Regions from separate parts of the Ovis aries genome. Here region 1 is linked to region 2. A link is a contact called in public Hi-C data. All regions are on one chromosome and are shown on one strand. The core of a region is the stretch at or near the end of the contact, and the rest is flanking DNA. Distances in the headings are between cores, read along the strand shown.

Evidence for each region. Hi-C and Micro-C count contacts between places; a contact is called where the count stands out from the background.
Region 1: a Hi-C map of hypothalamus shows a contact between it and region 2, with 7 times the contacts expected there. The contact joins the enhancer-like site here to the promoter of RND3 in region 2. A contact is called at or near these places in 3 of 16 Hi-C or Micro-C datasets (hypothalamus, liver and tail adipose tissue).

The regions. Positions count from the first base shown.
Region 1 is chr2:159,686,914-159,689,709 of ARS-UI_Ramb_v3.0, forward strand. No RefSeq gene overlaps it. Among named protein-coding and RNA genes, the nearest start is that of TRNAF-GAA, 50 kb to the right of the region's middle. Within about 2 kb of position 1,503, at least 4 of the 54 cell types and tissues checked have an H3K27ac peak or open chromatin away from gene starts, as enhancers often do. A contact at or near this core is called in hypothalamus, where this site is marked.
Region 2 is chr2:159,060,070-159,062,876 of ARS-UI_Ramb_v3.0, forward strand. RND3 (Rho family GTPase 3) reads left to right here and starts at 1,423. Exons shown (of 5, transcript XM_004004709.6): 1 at 1,423-1,819; 2 at 2,334-2,421. The coding sequence starts at 1,670.

The sequences.
Region 1 (2,796 bases), core at 253-2,752, 630 kb after region 2:
TAGTAACAATACATTCAATTTCTTCAAAACACACGTGATCATTTAGACTGTATCACTTCTGGTAAGTTGTTTTTCATAAAACTTTTCCATTTATTCTACATGGTAGATGCCTAAAGTTTTCTCAATATTGCCTTTCTAAATATTTTAGTATCTATATTATTAACCATCTTTCTAATCTCTAACATTGGTAATATTTTTTCCTTTGGGTCAGTTTTGTTAAAGATTTATTGCTTTTATTAGGTACTTTCAATAAATCAAATTTGGTTTGCTGATTTTTCTCTGTTTTAAGTTTGTTTCCTTTTTCACTGATTTCTGACCTTATTTTTAGAATTTCCTTCTTTTCCTTTCTTTGGTTTAAATTTGCACTTTCCTGTGTTCTTCAGATGGAAGTTTGCATAATTCTTTTTCAGCCTTACTTCAAATACAAATATAAATACAGCTTTTTTTTAATGTAATTTGTGTTTATGTTGGATTTTAGCTAGTAAATGTTAACTACCAACCAAAAAATTAGAATATTAACATTAGGTGCCATAATAGCTGATATTGCATTAAGTTGTACAACAAATGTTTACTGAATGTCTGCTACATGCCAGGCGATAGGGACACGGGGGTGAATGACACACATAGTGAGGCCCCATCCTCATGGAGCTCATATTAATGGGGGATAGCAGATAATAGGCACATAAACAAATATTTATTATTTGCCAGCTGTTGCTAAATGGTTGTGACTTTCAAAAGTAAAAAGGATCAGGACAAACAGGATGACAAAAGGAAAAAAAAATACTGTTAAGTATGTCAGAAGATAGGCATTATCATCTTACATAGAAGACAAGTCACAAAGACCATGTGAACAAGTGTATAACCAACAGATGGATGGAGTCTCCAAATATGATATTTTTTCCACTTTATCAAGATTTTTTTTCAGAAAGCCAGGCACTCTCTTAAGGGCTTCCTTCCTCCATTTATTTTAGGCACATATAGTCCTGGACTCAAAGATAGTTATAAACAGCAGATAACAGCAGGTGTTTTCAATGAAGGTTTTAATAATTCAACTGGTCTTTTGGTAATGAGGCTAACATTCAAGGTTTGATTTGCAGAATCAAATGGTCATTACTGGAGCACATTCAGAGATTGTTTTATTTGATCTTATTATTTATAGATTGATCACAAGCAGGATGGAAGACAAATGTGTAAATGGTTAGTGTAAAGCTACAAGAGAAACAAAGGGAACACAATGTATATGCCTTAGAAAGCAACTGTATCCTTGCAGAAAAACTCTCAGTATATAAATGAGCATTTCTCTCAGCCTTAAAATTGAAAATGCTGTTATCAGACATCCCTTTTCCTCAGTTTCTTAAGCGGTTACTTACTTCAAGTTCCCTTTTATGCATTCCCTAAGTAAAGTCTCACAAATAAACAAAAGACACTGTATGAGCTCCATCTACAAACAAGCTCCAAGCAGGAATTTCAGCTGCTCTGTTGTTTGTTTCCCTTTGCTTCACTGCTCCTGGCTGACCCAAAGCCAGCCAGCCAGCCCCGCTTTGCCTTCAGCAGAAGAGACTGAACAAAGAAATCCCAGGACCCAAACTGTTCAAAAGATTTTCTGCACGTACTTCAGAGCCAGGGAATTTTCAAAAGCTGTGCTTTTGGCTTTTAAAACTAAGAAGGGCCGGGATGAACACCAAACTGGGTACTGTAGGGCTGCGAGAGAATGATAGTGACTGAAGAGAGCAAGCCTCCTCCAGAGAGGCTCTGAAATGCCGAGAGGAAGACCTCCACCGTAAGGAACACTTGCTGAAGGAAAAGTCAGATTTGGTGCTGGAAGGGTACACAGCACGTTCACCTGTCAGGTTCCGATTCCAGAGGTAACTAACCCGAGCTGACAAATCACACCAGCGGCCACAATCCCAGCTTCTGCCCTGACCGTGTGAGTTTCCGTTTGGTGGATGTTGCTTAAAAACTATCAACCCGACAGAAGAACTGCGCCTGATTAACACTCCCCTAATACCCCAGCAAACAGCAAACCTGCTGCAGGGGAAAACGCATTCACACATCCTTATCAAATTAAGGCCCCTAAAATGCTCCTAATTAGCTAAGATCAATTGATGTGACAGTAAAATGAACGTTTATGCTGTCAGCTAAAGGTACAGTCGGAGAAGTGTCTAACGTATAAAGGAGCTGCTGGAGTCTTACAGCAGTTAATAAAGCTTTGGGGCTGAGTGGATTTTATCAGTGACATGCAGAATCTGATGAAGATTTATCTCAGAAGCAGTAGACATCTCAGGGCATTGGAGTACTTCTAATTATGATTATTCGTTACAACCTGAGTGGGGGAAATATATAGTTAATCAATAATGGTCATGTAGACCTTGGTGCTTATTCGCGACCACACAGAAAAATGCACACAGACTTCCAGACAAAAGATGTGCTTCAGACTGCCATTAGCAGGCTCTGTATGAGTTAGCTGCATTTTCTATGAAGCTTCCATGGGTCATGCCTCTTTAGCAAACTTTTCTTTTTTCCTCTTTTAGGATTATGCTCAGTTGAGAACTTGAGACAAAAAAGTGGTACTTGCCAAATAACTCAGGTTGGAAGTCCATGAATTAATTACCTGGTTTCCATTTCTCTCCAGTATTCTTATTTTGATTCCAAGAATACTGGGCAAGTTAGAACTGTCTTACTGATAGCATAATGGATTATTAAGAGAGACATGCCCACTTTGTGACAATCAGTTAAATGCAGTTTAAAAGAACAACAATTATACATACCATGACCTCCTTCAATTCTAGAACAAGT
Region 2 (2,807 bases), core at 173-2,672:
ATGGATGGACTTGGAGGACACTGTACTAAATGAAGTAAGTCGGAGAGAAAGACAAATGTTGTATGATATCACTTATATAAGAAACCTAAAAAATAAACTGGTGAATATAACAAAAGAAACAGACTCAAAGATAAAGAGAACAAACTAGTGGTTACCAGTGGGAAGAGGGAATTGGGAGGAGCAAGAAAGGGTTAGAGCATTAAGAGATACCAGCAACTATGTATAAACTGAATAAGCTACAAGAATACATTGTACAGCACAGGGAAGATAGTCAATATTTTATAATAACTATAAATGGTGCGTAATCTTCAAAAATTGTGAATCTTTATGTTGTACACCTGAAATTTATATGATATTCTAAATCAGCTATACCTCAATTAAAAAATTGTAAAAATAGGTGAAACCTTCTGATCACTTGGAGCACAGGAAATGATGAGTAAAGAAGGACTTTTAGAGGGAAGAGAGAACAAATATATGGCTATTTTTAGTCCTCTCAGACTTTCAGGTGGGGGTGGGGGTGGATGTTGAGGCAGTGGAAAGGGAGTGGTGGGTTGTACCTGCATTTTTCAGCTAAGCATATACACATTTTCCGGGCCAGTCAAGGGTGCTTTGGTTTTAAGGAAGGGGAGACTGCTTATAAAGGAATTAAAGGGCAGGGTCAGAATCCCTCCTATCCCCTCTTCTCACTGAAACAGGGGCAACCGCTAACCTTGCATGCTTAGGTCCCTAGTGTAGTAGGATTGAGTTTTCCAATGGCTTTTGTTACTCAGCTATGATCATCTTCCACTTTTTTTTTCTTCTACTCACAAACCTCCCCTCCCCTCTCTTCCAAACCTTTCCCTCTCCTCCTGAGTCACTGAAACAGAGGTTTCCAAAGCCAGTCTGTTGCTGTGACCCCAGCAAGCCAGTTCCGGCATCTCAAACAACCTGGCTTAGCTATTGTTCCGTGGCCTAAATACCTGATGCAAAACATTTCCTAAGAAAATACAAGCACTTAACCCTTCCCCACCCAAGATTTGCTTTCCGTGTTTCATAACGATGTTTTGGGTAAGAAATGCTTTTGTTTTCATAAATGCTCACGAAGCTTCCGTAGAGCAGCCCCCATGAAAACGTTTATCCAGAAATTCTAATAAAAATCAATATGCACAGACAATTCCATTCCCCACTTCTTCCTGGACTTGTACAGTCCCAATCTTCAGCACAGCGTCACTGGGGTCCTCTAGTCGTCGCCGAGCTTTGGGCTGGAAATCGTTCCCGCATGATCACCCTAGAGGGCGCACTGTCTACATTTTCTGCAAGTAACTAGACGGCGCTGTCTCCCAGGTTCCATAAAAGGGGAGGAGGCGGATCAGTTTCCTTCTCTCATTGAGAAAGAGGATTGGAAGGCCGGGCGTATAAAGCCGCGCAGAGAGCGTGAAACAAAGCAGTCGGATCGGAATTGGACTTGGGAAGCGCCTTTGGAGTCAGGCATAAAACTTGTTGGAGGAGAGTAACGAGCCTGCTCCTCTAGCTCTCCTCATCCGCGCGGCGCCTCAGGGGTTCCCACCACCCTTGCGGTTTATTTTTATATCTGCTTTTTAATAGAGAAAGAAATATACATATATATATATTTTTTTTTTTTTCCTCTTAAGTGAAAATTCCTGTTTCAAGAGAAAATAAGACAAGATCAATGAAGGAGAGAAGAGCCAGCCAGAAATTATCCAGTAAATCTATCATGGATCCTAATCAGAACGTGAAATGCAAGATAGTAGTGGTGGGAGACAGTCAGTGTGGGAAAACCGCGCTACTCCACGTCTTCGCCAAAGACTGCTTCCCCGAAGTGAGTGTGGCCGGCTGGGGGCTGCGGGCGGGCGGCGGGGAAGGGATCCCCGTCTCGAGGTGGGTTTCCCTGGCTTTCACCCTTCACCCGGTTCTCTCTCTCTCTCTTTCTTTCTTTCTTTTTTTTTTTCAGCCGTCTTTCTCACTGCTTATTACTTTCGCCCCGGTTAGTTGTCAGGAAAGGAAAAGTGGGGTGGAAGCGTGGAGGGGTTGGGATGCGCTTGCACATTTTCCTGTTAGCTTCTGAAACTTGTTCGGTCATGTGTGCAGAATCTGGGATTGGGAGATTCGGATCCTCCACTTTTGGAGAATCCGGGTGGGGTGAGAGGGAACTTAGGGCTTTCGGAAAGGATCTGCGTGTTTAGTGTGAGATGTGGTGCGTGTGGATTTGAGGGGGGGGGGGTCTTCGTTTTTTAATGGGAGAGTAAAGAGACTATTTTCAGAGGGTGTTCTGCAGCTGTCGTGCATTTTAAGATAACCTCTTTGCCCTCTTTACTTCTGTCCATTTTATCCAGAATTACGTCCCTACAGTGTTTGAGAATTACACGGCCAGTTTTGAAATCGACACACAAAGAATAGAGTTGAGCCTATGGGACACTTCGGGTAAGAGAGTCATCTGACCGCGTGGCGCTCGGGCGGGTTTCCAGGCGTTCAGGGGGTGCGCAAAGGGTCTCCGGGCCCCGCGTTTCTGGCACGCTCTCGGCACCCGCCAGCGCCCGTTCTGCGTTCCTCCGTTAACTTTGCTTCTTACGAGGGATTCCCTGATATATGAAAATTTTGCCCCTTCTGAATGGGGGTGGGGGGACGATATTGGGTCGGGCAATAGCTGTGGGAAGAAAAGGAAGCTCCGTGCCCGAAGGGTCACCCCGGGATGTAAAATGCTTGTAGCCGGGTGTCCGGGGAGCGGTTGGCCCGCGGAGCTGTGCCCGAGTCCTCTCGGGGTGGCCAGGGTAGCTAAATGTTAGGGGGGATGTGTGCGCCTTGTCGGT